Linked DNA regions of Sus scrofa: region 1 is linked to region 2. A link is a contact called in public promoter capture Hi-C data. All regions are on one chromosome and are shown on one strand. Each heading gives the region's core, a stretch centred on a gene start, on an enhancer-like site or on the middle of the called end of the contact. The rest is flanking DNA. Distances are from core to core; before and after follow the strand shown. Region 1 holds the start of FAM222A (protein FAM222A). Region 2 holds the start of MLEC (malectin).

Evidence for each region. Promoter capture Hi-C pulls out the DNA fragments that hold promoters and counts their contacts.
Region 1: a contact with region 2 is called in a promoter capture Hi-C map of liver, with 2.3 times the contacts expected there. The contact joins the promoter of FAM222A here to the promoter of MLEC in region 2. A contact is called at or near these places in 1 of 5 promoter capture datasets (liver) and 1 of 47 Hi-C or Micro-C datasets (liver).

Annotation. Positions count from the first base shown.
Region 1 is chr14:41,229,126-41,236,326 of Sscrofa11.1, reverse strand. FAM222A (protein FAM222A) reads left to right here and starts at 2,468. Exons shown (of 4, transcript XM_021072447.1): 1 at 2,468-2,586; 2 at 2,994-3,120.
Region 2 is chr14:40,597,167-40,604,532 of Sscrofa11.1, reverse strand. MLEC (malectin) reads right to left here and starts at 2,551. Exons shown (of 5, transcript XM_001928694.6): 1 at 2,140-2,551. The coding sequence starts at 2,365.

The sequences.
Region 1 (7,201 bases), core at 1,219-3,718, 630 kb before region 2:
CTGCAGAGTCTGACTGGCAAGGCTGGGTTATGAACCCCGTCCTCCATTTTAGAGCAAAGGAAACTGAGGTCCAGAGAGGAGAAGAAACTTGCCCTCAAGTCACACCCAGTCATTCAGTGGCTGGCACAGAGTACGGATAAATCAAGGTCAGGGCCTCTGGTGTTTGGGACTCTGATCTGTCATCGCGTGACCTTGCACAAGTCACATGGCCTTCCTTGGCTGTAAGATGTGGATAATAAGGGAATAGACTTCACAGGGTGGCTGTGAGGGTAAAAGGAGGTAGAAACGTGTGATATAACTAGCACTGAGTATGCAATTTGGCACATAGTAGGTGTCAAGTCATGGTAACCTCTGATGGAAAAAAATCCCAAACTTTGCAAAGGTTATGGTGTGGCTCTCTGCCTTCTTCTCCCCCAGCTGTCCTCTCTTACTTCCCAGGGTTTTGATCCCCGTGGCTGTCCCTCACCCTGCACCTGGCCTGACTCCACTAAGCATCCTTCCCACCTGTCCACGCCCAGTCCACCCAGCAGGTCACCTGGGCAACCTGCCCTGACGTCACTGGCAGCTCTGGCGGGCAGCCCAGGAGCTGAAGCAGCTGGTGACCAGATCATGTTTCCAGGTGAATTCCCACCCCCAACCCCAACTCCCAAACTCCTAGAGATTTGGGTGGGGCAGCAGGGGAGAAATAGAGCAGGGAGCTGCTGGGAACAGGAAGCTTGAAACAGGGCCAGCTTCTGTCCTAGATAAGACTGTGGATGCCCTACTTGGGCCAGTGCTGGAGCTCCCTGGTGGCTTAGGGGTGAGTTGGCTCCTAGAAATTGACTGAGGCTCAACTATAATCAGCTCATCCCACTAGGTACATTCATGAGAGTCTCTAGATCTCCCCTCATCTGTATCGCCATAGATGGCATTTACTGAGCACTTACTGGACACAGTCTGAGCCAGGTGGGAGGAGTTCTGGCTGCCACTTTGCATTGTTTTAGGGACCCTGAGATCCTTCCTGGAAAGCTGGCTCCCCAACTTGCTGTGTGATGGACACATGGCAACTGAGGAATTATCCCTCCCAGGGCTCAATTTCTCCAGCTGTAAAATGGGCCTGCTAAACGAGCCACCTGCGGGCTATCAGGCAGAACAAATGAGAACCTGTGAAGCTGCTTAGAAAGTAAAAGGCAAGGTGCAGTGTCATTTTATGGAATCAAAATTTGGGCCCAGGTGGTTCTGTGCTTCAGTTTCCCAGTCGGTGGAGGAAGAAGAATACCGGTTCCTATCTACCACGTGTGTGGTGAGGATTCTGTGAGATAGATCTTACAAAGAGCTCAGCACTATGCCTGGTAATACATAGTAAGGGCTCCACAGATCTCAACTGTGATGGCAAAAATCCACCACTGCCAACAATATGAATTGGAGTAAAACACTCTGGAGTGTCGCTTCACCTCTCTTAGCCTCAATTTCCTCTGTAAGGTGGGAGTATAATGATAGTACCTGCTACATCAGTTTCCTCATCTGTAAAATGGGGGTGATAATACCTACCTCACAGGATTGTGTATAAGGATTAAGAAAAGTACTCAGTTACACTAGTGCTAGTGTCTTTTATCATCTTTATTATTTTTAACAAATTCCTCATTGAGCGTTTCCAAAATGAAGTGAAACAATGCAGACAGTGCACCTAGCTTGTGCTACCAAATATGTGCTCAATAAAATGGTACTGGGTTTTCACTCCTGTTTCCCGAAAAAAGGAACTACAAATACCAGCATGCCCTCTGGCCCCAGTCGGGGATCCTACGATCGGCGCCGGTGCGCTGCATGACGGGAGTTGTAGTCCTTGAGACGCAGACCCCGCCTCGCCCCGGCTTGGGGGAGGAGGTTGGAGAGCCGCCCTGCCGGCCTTTGAATTTTGCCGCGAAAAGCGCGCGTGGCGGCCCCCGGCCCCGCCCCCCGCAGGACGCGGCTCCGCGTCACCCTGGTAACCGCCTCTTGGCCGCCGCTGATTGGGCCAGACCTTAGGGGGCGGGCAGGGGGCGAGACGCGGCTGCCGCTGCCGGCGTTAGAGCCTGTCAGTCGGGCCGGAGCGGAGCAGCGGGCGGGACAGCCGGGCTGGTGACTCCGCGAAGAGGCTCTGCGCGGCGCCCGGGGGAGGCGAAGAGCCGGGTACGCCGCCTGTAGGGCGCGGCGCGCGGCACCTGGGCACGAAGCGAGACGAGGCGCTGGCGTGCGTCAGGCGGTGAGAGGCTGAGGCCCCGGGAGCCCCCGCGCGCCGCCCGGGGCCAGGGGCGCGTGAGAGCCCAGCGCGAGCCGTCCCTGCTGCAGCTCCGGAGCTCGCACGCCCAGTGCACCATCCTCCGGGCCGTCTCCACATCCACCCTGCGCCACCTGGACTGGTTATTTCTCGGCGCCGAGGCCCCCGGGGCTGCACCCGAGCCTCCACCGCCCGCTGCCACCACAGCGGCTTGCCGCTGCTCTCCGGCTTCCCCTCCCCCAACACCCGGGGCTCCGAGCAGGAGGAGGAGGGGCTGGTGCATTCTCGCCGCCGTTCTTTGCAACCTGCGGGGGCCGGTGCATGCCCAGCGAGGAGCCGGGCCGCTGCAGGTGCGTTCAACCTCAGAGGAGACGACCCCCCCCACCCCAGGCGAACCTGGGGGCTGCAACCCACCGGCAGGCGGTCGAGCGAGAGGAAGCAACAAAGACAGGCTGCAGCTGGGGCCGGCGAGAGGGGCCGCGGCCGCCGGGCTCCTGGTGCGGGCGGAGAGGGCGCCCGGGGGAGCGGCGCCGGGCGGAGCTGCAGCCCTAAGCTGGACCCGGAGGGGAGGCACAGCGCCGCCCGCCGGACGCGGTGAGCACAGGCCCCGGGGAGGATGCGCTGCCTGAGCGCCCGCGCGGCCCGGGTCGCGGGCGGGCGCGACCCCCACTGAGCCGAGAGAATCCCCACCCTCGACTTCGGACGGCGCGAGCCGGCGCCTGGATCGACCTCACCGACAGCGTTCTTTCCCACCTAGAGGGAGGCATCGGCCCCCAAGGGGGGATTCCTCAGGCAGCCTTTGCCACCTCTGCATGGCTGCGACCCGGCGAGAGGAGAGTTGTGGCCGCTGAGACCTGGTGTCCTTCGACGGCCTGGCTGATTCGGTGAGTTCCGCGGGGCAGGGTTCCGGGGCAGAGCTGGGGGCACCCGCTGGGCTGGCGTCGGGGCAGCCGGATTGAAAAAAAGAGGCCCTGGGCTGTTGGGGATCCTGAAGCAGCGATGCCCCTTGTCTTACCCTCCCCCCCGCCCCCACCTCCCCACACACAACTTGCCTAGTCCGGCCTCCCGGCCGGAGCTGACCCTGGAGGCCCGTCGTGAGGACTCCGGTGGAGTTCTGGGTGGGGCGTGTGCTGGAGAGGAAAGGTCACCCCACCTCTAAAGCCAACAAAGGTAGCAGCTCAGTCATCTGAAAATTCCCTGGCAACTCTAGCATCTTAGAGGGGTTGGGGGGGCTCCCAGAATGGGACACCTTGGGCTTCTCCCAACTAGCCTCTGAAATCTTCCAGGGACATCAGCTTAGAGAGGTACTGCAGAGTCCCGACCACGCAGGTGGCTGTATTGAGGATTGTGCTGAGGCTAGGCAGTAGCAGGGTCCCCCTTACCGCCGGCGTTCCTACCAAAAACTCGCAGGAAAGAGGGGTTCCCCAGTGGGGCCACGGCTGTGACGTCACTGCCAGACCTCTGATGTCACTGGGGTTGCCTTGGCGACGTGACTTGTCTGCACACCCCCTCCCCCAGGCCGGAGGGGGCAGAGTGGTGGTAACCTGGAATGAGGCTGGATGCCTTTGGGTAGTGGAGGGGTGAAAGCGACTTTCCCCACCCCCACCTGCAGTCCTCTGACCTAAATCCTCAAAGGGGTAGGGAGGGAGGCAATGCCAGCTGTCCCTGCTGTGGCTCCTCCCCGCAAAGACAGGTGTTCAGCTTTGCCCCTGTAGCCTGGCAGTGCCTGGGGGCGCAGGACTCCGGAGTAGAGCAACTTTCTGCTTTCAAAAGGGGTGCTGCAGAGATCTCCCTGCACCCCAGCCAGCACGCTGGAGTTCCCAGGGTCCCCAGAGAGATGCCGGCCCCTAGCCCTACTTGTGCCCAGGAAAGCAGGGGTGACCTGCCCTCAGCCAGGGAAGGTGCAGAGGAGCTGCTGCTTGCTGCCCCTCCAGTCCAGGGCTTCCCCTGCTCCTCAACTCCCAGATGACCGCCCTTGGCCAAGCCTGAAATCCCAACTGCCCCACTCTCCTCTCAGTGTTTAGATGGTTTTGACAAGCATAGTGTGGTGCTTATTAAGTGAATGGAGGGCCAGTCAGGCCCATCAGGGCTAAGATCTGAGTGAGCCTGCCCACATCAGCTTTGATGTGGGTCAGGTGCTGGCCCTCTCCACCCCACCACACCCCAGCCCTGGCCCCAATCCTTGTGAAGGCCCAGAGAACCCCTAGCCAGCATCCTGCTGCTGGCTTTTTGATTCCTCGTCTAAGTTTCTTCCAGCAATTGCTGCCAGTGTCAGATGTGGGTGAAACTGCTGTGATCACATTTCTAGGAAAAGGTTAGAGCACTGTGTCATTGCTTCAGTGGCATGGGGTGGGGTGACAGCAGAGGGGAGTGTGTGGGGGGGTCATTATGAGAAGCCAGGCCCCAGTCTCTACGCAGTGAGCATCTTTCCCCCTTTCCCCCCCGCCCCATTTCAGGCTCTCTAGCTAAATTAACAGGTCAATAAATATCGGTGGAGCCGCTTTGGGGGGCTTGGCAGGGAGAGGATATTTCCAGCTGAAATGGTGTCGTTAAACACACAGGCTTCCAAGGACAGAGCAGCAGCAGATGGGGGGAGAAGTGGGAGAGGTGGGCAGAAGGGCTGTTTGCGCTGCCTCTCGAAGCTTCCCAGTTTAGAAACAAACTCAGAGTGCGCGCCAGAGATCTACAAACACAGGCAGTTGGAGGTCCTCCGTGGAGTATTTACACTTCCACAGCCAAGGCGGAGGGAAAGGCTGTCAGAATTGGGCAATTCCTTCTGTTCCCTTCCCTAGGCTTGGCAACAGCACCAGGCGACAAGCGGGAGGGAGTGCCAGCTTACCCAGCATCTCCCTATATGCCAGGCATTTTACAGGATCTCGGTTACTCCTTGAAGGAGCTCATGTGCTGTGCCCCATTTTACAGAGAAGGAAACTGAGGTTCCAGCAGAGGCAGTGACAGGCTGTGCGTGCTCAGCCAGGCAGCTGCAGAGGTTTGGCTCTGAATTGGCTTGGCCCCGGAGTGCCAGGGTCTTCTCGCCCCCTTCTGTGGGTGGAGTGGAGGCACCCCCACTTTTTGGACAAAGTAAGAGTCAGGGGCTATCCGCTATGGAGGGAGTCTGGCCTCACTGAGAAGCCTTTCCACGCTGAAACCTGGGTTTGAGTCCTGCGTCCCCATTACCTTTAGGACAGTATTGAGTAGAGTAGTAGCGACTTCTGTCCCAGCCTGTGGGCAGCCTGCTCCCCTCGCCCCTCTTTCTCCAGCACTGGGGTCAGAAAGGTGTGGCAAGAAGCCCCCCTGCCAGAAGGGTTGGGAGAGCTGCCTAGGTCTTCTTAGCAACTGTCCCCTCCGAGCTCACCTCGGGGAGGGGTGTGAGGCTGCCCTCAGCCATTCTGGGGACCCTCTTGGTAGGCACTCAGCTGATGGGGGACGTTAAGGATGTAGATGGGGGCAGTGGCAACTTGGGCTCTGGACCCAGAGGTGCCCTGTGACTCTCAGAAAGGATAGGGACCTGCCATGCACGGGAGTGGAAGAGTTCTCTGGGCATCGGGAGTGGCCATGTTGCAGGCCTGTGAGTGCTGGGGTATGCTGGATGAGGGGCAGGGGTGGCCCTGGGGTGGGTGTGTCCTGGAGGCTTAGGTCATGGGACCGATTTAAGCAGGGGAGAGGATCCAGTGAGGGCTTCCTTAACAGGGACAGTGACCCTGGACATCCCTTCCAGTCCAGTGGGGGCAGGGAGGGACCTTCTCAGGTCTCCGGGCAATCTCCTCTCTCAAGGTTAGCTCCCAACCTCCCACCCACAGTAATCCTTATCATCAGTCTAATTCCACGTAAGCTTGCCCATCCCCTATCCCTTCTGAGCTTTGCAGTTGCTCTGGACTGGCGCTGGGCTGGGCAATGTTTCTTAAAGCCCAATGGCCCATGATGAAGAGCCAGGTTGTGGAGTTCCCATTGCGGTGCAGCAGAAGCAAATCTGACTAGAAACCATGAGGTTTCAGGTTCAATCCCTGGCCTCGCTCAGTGAGTTAAGGATCTATGTTGCTTTGAGCTGTGGTGTAGATCGCAGACATGGCTCAGTTCTGGTGTGGCTGTGGTGTAGGCAGGCAGCTTTTGGGAACCTCCATCTGACTCAGGTGTAGCCTGAAAAAAAAAAAAAAAAAAGAACCAGGTTGTGGAGTGAGGTCCACCTTTGTTGGCTGTGTGACCTTGGCTGAGTAGCTTTGCCTCTCTGAGCCTCAGCTTCCTCATCTGTGAGAGGGAACTTATAATAGCATTCACTGCCCAGGGTGGTGGTAAGGATTCAGTGAGGGGACCACAGGCAGTGGCATACAGTAAGCCCTCAGTAAATGCACATTCTCACCGCCACTGGTAGCCTTGTCCTCAAAACGGGGGCCTCGAATGGCCCTCTCAGTCCCTCTTGGAGCCACCAATCAAAGACCCTAAGGCAGCCCAGGGACCCCCACCCTTCCAGCTGCCTCTGCCCGGTCTCCCTCCCACCTACCCAGGGCACCCCACGTGGTGAGCACACGTGGCTCCCATCTGAGCTCCTGGGGGGCTGGGGCTTGCAGGGGGCCCCCTCCCCAATCTTCCTTCTGCTCCCTCCTCCTTCCAGCCCCTCACAAACCGGAGGAAGCGAGCGGGAGCAGCTCATATTCATGAACCGTAATTCAATCAGGCGGAGATTCCTCTGGGCTGGGGCGGGGGTGAGAACGGGAGGCGCGCACAAAAGGGCCGCTTTATTACCTCCCGCGGGCCGGGAATTGCTGCTCTCCCCCAGCAGCGGCCGGAGCCGCCTTTATTGTGTTAACCCATTTGGGTGTCAAGAGCTATTGTGCGCTTTCTCTGCCTATGCGGAGCGGGCTGCGGGAGGAGGGCCGCGCGCCGGCCGGTCACCTCCGCGGGCGCCGCCCACCGCCCTGATTGGTTGCTAAGTGATTTGCATCCAAGGTAATCACTTTTATCTCAGAA
Region 2 (7,366 bases), core at 1,302-3,801:
CCTTACCAAACAGTGTCAGAGAAGAGCAGAGCTGTGCTTGCCTTGGTGGTGCGGACTCCTTAAGAGCACAGAAAATAGAGAGCTGCCTTCTGAGAGGAAAATTAATCACTTCTCAGCCCCAGACCTAATGCCAGCAAAACACTGCTCTCTGGAGTCTGCTAAGTGCCATGTTGCAACTGGCTAGTCGGAGCTACAAGCTGCAAACTGACAACGGCCCTCCACTTTCCATAATGCTGCTACAATTCATGCTACTCTCCTTAATGCTGCTACAATTCATGTCCAAATGGACCGTCAGAGTGGAGCTGGGAGCCTCCAATTATAGACTGCCAGGATCTAAGACAGGACCCCAGTACCTGTGAGCTTTGGTCATTTGGTAATACTCTTCTGAAGGAACTATGACCATGAGCCAATAACCCAAGGATAGAGAGAGAGCCTGGCTGACTGCTGACCAGGTGAAAAAGTAAAATAAAGTAAAGTAAAGCAAAACAAAACAAAACAAAACCCACCTCCACCAGCAAATTAAAACCAGGATTTCTGAATAAGGGGAGTAACTGAGGACTAAACCTGTGTGGTGGTAGCTCCCTCCTCTGCACAATGGACCCAACAGGGTAACAGAACCTACGTAAAGCCTGTTAAACCTAAGGAACCATCTGTACAGTGTCTCCCCACAGCTATCTGAAGAGGCAAAGTCCACAAACGGTCTCTAATTTCCTCCAGGGCTCCTTCCTCCCTGTTCATACCCATGAAGAAAGAGGAAGGGCCCAGGATGGAGATAGCAATGATCTTCTGTTCTTAAGTCTGGCTTTGACTGCTGTTACAGCCAAAGACCAGGGCCCTGACTCAGCTGAACCCAGGCTACTGAGACCTCCATGCCAGGGCTAAATAAATTCCAGAGCTAAACTGAAGACACACACAGAGAGTTTTGGAAAACAGCCCTGGGTCTCAACACCCTCACATGTATGGAAGCAATAAACCCTCTAATATAATAAACTCCAGGACATTGCAATTAACTTGGAAGAATTTAAGTTAAACCCTTTAGGAAAGGCAAGATCCAAATCTGGGCATCGTGGGGGGAAAAAAAAAGAGAGAGAGAAAGTCTGTCTCCTAGTTTTCTGGAGATGGCGTATTGCCGATTTGGCAGCTTCTGAACCCAGCATACAGCATAAATCTCCTTCCAACACATGAAGCAAGAACTTCCTTCTTAAACCTGTTTTCCAATCCTACTGACAGAAGACAGAGAGTCCAGAGCAGATATTCCCAGAGTCGTCTGGCATGACCTACATCATAAGGCCCTGGTGCAGAAACCTGGGTTTAATCTACAGGTCTAAAATTTTCATTTTTCACCCGCTCTCCTGGCAGTTCTTACACTGACTTTGAGAACTGTTCGGCTCTGTAAAAATGACTGCTGTTCTATCAATTAAATCAAATCATTTTCCCCATAAGATGGAATCACACCTCTCAAGACCACTGAGGGTAGGTTCTCTGCACTGGCGGATAGAATATTCGGATCTTACACTGACTGACCCAGTTGAAACACCACCAGCCTCCTGCGCAGTAAGGTTTCAATATAACCACCCTCTAGGGAGGGCCTGCAGCTTCTACTTTTAAGCACACACACCCTCCTCGCTCCAAAGGGGGGTGGGGGAGGAGGCTACAATCAAAACTTTCCTGGCCTATCCTCTTCAAAATTCCTTTTTTTTCTGGCTAAGAATCAAGCCCAGCTCCTGCACAAGAGATAAGAAAAGTGGCCGATTTCTGGGTCGGCAGGAATCTACCAGAAACTGACTTGAAAGGAGAGCAAAACCACCAGGAGAGAGACACCGATAACCGAAAAACCTGTGAGGCCTCGAGGTGGCAATAGGCCGCCCTCGTCTTTACTTTCCCAGCTCCCGTGGAGGTGAGAGGTTACGAAAATGCAGAGTGCGAGGTCCAAATATAACTTCTCGCCAACTCTGACTCTAAGGCTCTTGGTAGCTTCAAATCAGCACCAAGCTCTGGGCTCTTATCGGGTCACCGAGGAAACAGTAGAGAGAAACTTCACTCCAGAGACGTGGCTTGGGCTTGGGGCCCGCAGCCCTCGGCGTGCTGCGCCCGGCAACGCAGGCCCAGGATCCAGAGACTCTACCGAGGGGCTCTCACCTCGGCCCACCCGGCCTTCCAGAGGGTCCTTGCGGAAGTGGATCCCGTGCACGTCCACATGCGCCTCCCCGCCCGCGTTAACGGCCCAAATCACGCTCTCGGGCAGCCCGGCCCCCGCCAAGCCAACCACGCCGAACCCCGGCTCCCGGAGCGCCGGCAGCAGCAGGAGGAGCAGCAGTCGCAGGAACGCCACAGCGGCTCCCTCAACCGCCCGGGCGCCCAGCATGGCGGCCACCACAGCGGGGGCAGCCTCCGCCGAGCCTAGTTCTCAGCCGGCCGCCAGGCCGCCCCGGACTCAGAAAAACAGCGCCACGGGCCGCTGTGCCTCAGCTGCTGGGGACATGTCGCTCTCAGGCCTCTTTCTCAGCCACGGTGCCGCCTCCCACCTTGGGAACAACCTACCCCAGCGCCCAGCCCCCGGCCACGACCCTGCATCCAATCAGCGCCCAGCCCTCATTAATTATCCACCACCCCGCCGGGAGGCATCCTCCCATTGGCTGCCACACGCGAGAAGGGGCGTGGCTACTCCCAGGCGCCAGCCCAACCATCAGGCACGAGAGGGAGCGCGCGCAGAGGTTGGGAGTTCGGTTGAAGCGGCGGTTCAGTGCGGAAGTGGTAGGGTGCAGCGCCCAGGCGGCCCCGGAATTCCGCAGCTGAATAAGAAAGGTGGACTGGGGGGAAGGTTTAGGGTAGGGCGCACTGACACGTCGCCAGCACTTCCGGTGCTCCAGATTTGGGGGACTGAATAGGTTCCTGAGGGGGCGTTACTGACTTTCCCGCCCCCTCTTTCTCTGGGCATAAACATAAGCTCTAGGAAGAGCAGTGGACATCTTCCGACCTGAGACTTAGTCTTTTTCGCTGAGTGAGGCATAAAACCCGTCCTCCCCCAGAAAGGCCACAAGCACAGGTTTTTCAGGGAAAGGGTCCCACGAGGACGAGATCCCGCCCCCACCCCTAAGAGGATTCGGGGCTGGTGGTAGCGTCCAGATAGCCGTCCAATCAGAAGCCTCCAACGCAGCGGAAACGCGTGGCTTTTGGGGGCGGGGCTCCAGGCTACCCGGGTTTCCATGGCGACAGCTGTGAAGGGGCGGGGCTGGGGCTTTCCCGGCCCAGGCAAAGGGACCGGAGGGCGCTTCTCTAGCTGGAGGTTCAGCAAAGGCTTGATCACTGGTCCCACCCTGCTCTGGCAGTTTATCCAGCGCTCTCCTCCCTTCGCGATCCCTTTGCCGTGGTCGCTGCCAGAACTCCCACCTCTCGGATGAACTGTGTCTCAGGAGCCGAGTATTGCCCAAGGGATCACATCGCAAGTTTAGGGCGGAGCCAAAGCAAAATCCCGTTTGTTCCACAAATATTTATCGAGACCCTTCTGCTAGATTTAGCAGATAAAACACAGGAAGCCCAGTTAAATTTGAATTTCAAATAAGTGGAACATACTTAAGCTAAAAATAATTTATTGTTTGCCTAAATTCAAACTTAACAGAGTTTTTTTGCTTTTTATCTGACAACCCTGCCTACTACCTGCCAGGCAATTTGTTTTGTGCAACGACGAACGAAATCACACCCAGGGTCCAAAATGAGAATCACAGCCCCGGGAGTTTCCGGTGTGGCTCAGCGGGTTAAGAACCTAACAGTAGTATCCACGAGGATGCAGTTGGATCCCTGGTCTTGCTCCTTGGGTTAAGGATCAAGCATGCTTTGGGGCACATATGGCAGCGAACTTCCATGTGCCACAGGTACTGCCCTAAAAAGAAAAAAAGAGTTCCATCCTGGCTCAGAGGAAATAAATCTGACTAGTATACATGAGGACAGACACAGGTTCAATCCCTGCCTTCACTCACTGGGTTAAGGATCTCGTGTAACTGTGGCTGTGGTGTAGGCCGGCAGCTGTAGCTCTGATTTGACCCCTAGCCTGGGAACCTCCATTTGCTGTGGGTGTGGCCCTTAAAAAAAAGAGAGAGAGAGAATCACAGTCCTGATTCAAGTTTCGTTAGAACAGAGATTAGTGCTCTAAATCAGAAAAGTGGGGTAACAAAATGGAGTATAAGTGGGGGATTTAAATGCACCTGAAGAGATAAATAAATAAATGGCCCTGAATTCCTTGCTCAGCCCTCAGGAGCAGATCCCACAGAGATAAATTTTGGAGTATCCTGTCCCCACTCTCCCCCCTCCTTTGCAAGAATCCAGACTTGCTTCCTCCCACAGACATGTTTCCCTTTCCAGACCTCTTTGGGGCCCTACCCAGGAGTTTCTTTTTCTTTCTTTCTTTTTTTTTCAGGGCTACACCTGCAGCATATGGAAGTTCCCAGACTAGGAATTGAATCGGAGCTGCAGCTGCCAGCCTACTCTACAGCCCCAGCAATGAGTGATCCAAGCCACATCTTCGACCTACACCACAGCTCACTGCAATGCTGGATCCTTAACCCACTAAGCAGGGCCAGGGATGGAACCAGCATCCTCATAGATACTAGTTGTGAAAGCCTATGTTCACACAAACACTTGTACATGAACGTTCATAGCAGCATTATTCATAGTGGCCAAAAAGTGGAAGCAAGCCAGATGTCCCTCAACCAATGAATGGATTTTTTTTTTCTTTTTTGGCTGCCCTGCAGCATATAGAGTTTCCAGGCCATGGATCAGATCTGAGCCACACTTGCAACCTACACCACAGCTGAAAGCAACACCAGATCCTTTAACCCATTGTGCCAGGCGGGGTATTGAACCTGCATCCTGGCACTGCAGAAATGACACTGGTCCCATTTCACTACAGTTGCAACTCCATGAATGGATTATTGATTGATTGATTGATTGATCGATTTTGCTTTTTAGGGCTGCACCTGCATCATATGGAGGTTCCCAGGCTAGGGATCAAATCGGAGCTGTAGCCTCTGGCCTATGCCATAGCCACAGCAATAGCAACACCAGATCTGAGCCACATCTGTGACCTACCCCATAGCTCACAACAACACCAGATCCTTAACCCACTGAGGGAGGCCAGGGATTGAACCCACAACCTCATGGTTCCTAGTCAAATTCGTTTCCGCTGTGCCATGACGGGAACTCCCTCCCCATGAATGGATTTTTAAAATGTGGTATGTCTATACAATATGTTATTCAGCCAGAAAAAGTAATGAACAGGCTAACAACGTGGATAAATCTTGAAAGCATCATACTGAGTGAAAGAAGCCAGAAAAAAAAGGCCGCAAAGTCTATTATTGCATTTATATAAAATGTCCAGAATAGGCAAATTGATAGAAACAACAAGTAGATTAGTGGTTGTCTGGGCTGGGGGAGTAGGAAAATTGGGGGATAATGCTAAAGAATATGGGGTGCCTTTCTAGGGTATCAAAAATATCTAAAATCAATTGTGGTGTTTGCCCAACTCTGTGTACAACATTGCACAATATTCTAAAAACCATTGAATTGTACATGTTAAATGGGTGAGTTGTATGGTATGTGAATTATGTCTGAATAAAACAGTTATCAAAAAGAAGAAAGAGGAATTCCCATTGTGGTTCAGTGGTAACAAACCCAACTAGTATCTACACGGACCCGGGTTTGATCCCTGGCCCCGTTCAGTGGGCTAAAGATCTGGTGCCATGAGCTGCTGTGTAGGTCACAGATACAGCTCAGATCCCGTGTAGCTGTGTCTGTGGTGTAGGCTGGCAGCTGTGGCTCCAATTCCACCCCTAGCCTGAGAACTTTCCTATGCTGCAGGTGGGGCCCTAAAAAGGAAAAAAACAACAACAAAAAACAGAAAAGGCAGAGGGGGAGGGAGAAGGGGAGGAAGAGGGGAGAAGGGAGGAGATGATGCACATTAGAATTGAATAGTGCTGGGCACAAGCCAGCCCTCAGCCTATTGTTATCTTGGAATAAAAGGGATCCTGAGTTCTTACTTTTTGCAACTTGTAACCCCTACCTGCCCTGTGAAAGTTTGCCAGAATTTTTTAGGAATGGCCAGAGCTTGTGATAAGTAAAGTCACAGAAGTTGGAACATTTTCAAACTCCTTTCTGCCGAAGGACACTGTGGCCCTCGAAGGTGACAGTGTCTTCTGTAAATGGTACCCCGTCACCCTGGGGCTAGTGAAATTGGTGGTACCATTAACGGGAATTTTTTTAGCAGAAGTGTCCATTCCCTTGTTTCATCAAACTCCTTCCCTTTTCTTATCTCATGAGATCCTTACAGCATAAGAAAGCCCCATCACCTACAAACGCCATGTAAACTGAGGAAACAAGCCCACAGGGAGAGGGGCCAGCAATTTTCAAATGGTGGACATCGCTCCTGCCAGTAGAAGTTGGTGCCCAGAGGGTGGGGTCTCATTTGAGAGGGTCTGACTCGGGGCAGTCTCCTGGGGGCAAAGGGTGGCTGAGGTGGGGTGAGTCAAGTTTCTAGCAGCTGAGGGAGTATCAGAAGTGGGACTCAGGGCTGGGATGGGGGGGTGGAGATGAAAGACAAAAGGCTTAGGGTCCCAGCTGCCAAGCCAGACTTTCATCCAAAGATGCTGACTGGGCTCAGATCCCGAGTTGTCATGGCTGTGGTGTAGGCTGGCAGCTGTAGTTCTTATTCGACCCCTAGCCTGAGAACTTCCACATGCTGTGGGTGTGGCCCTAAAAAGCAAAATAAAACAACAAACAAAGATGCTGACCGAGCGAGTTACCATTGTGGTGCAGCGGAAACGAAACTGACTAGGCACCATGAGGTTGCAGGTTCGATCCCTGGCCTCCCTCAGCTGGTTAAGGATCCGGCGTTGCCATGAGCTGTGGTATAGGTCACAGACGTGGCTCAGACCTGGCGTTGCTGTGGCTGTGGCGTAGGCCAGCAGCTACAGCTCTGAATCAACTACCAGCCTGGGAAACTCCATATGCAGTGGGCGCAACTCTAAAAAGACAAAAGACAAAAAAAAAAAAAAAAAAAAAGATGCTGACCAAGAGAAGTCCCCAAATAGCCCCAGGCTGACTCTCTGGCTGGCTGTGCACACAGCAGGGAATGTGAGCTCTAGGAAAGCTGAGAAGGGTGTCCATTCCCTGGTGGCACCAGGCCCAGGCCATTCCTCTCCCCACAGTGATGACTTGAGGCTCCAGCCTCCAAGGTCTCCTGCCTGCCGTGGAAGATCAGCCCCATCTGAGAACACAAGGACACTCGGTGGCTGCGTCCCCACTTCCTTCAGCTGGGGCTGGCTTTCTCTGAACATCTCTCTTCAGATCTGTGGAGAAGTGGAAACTCTTATTC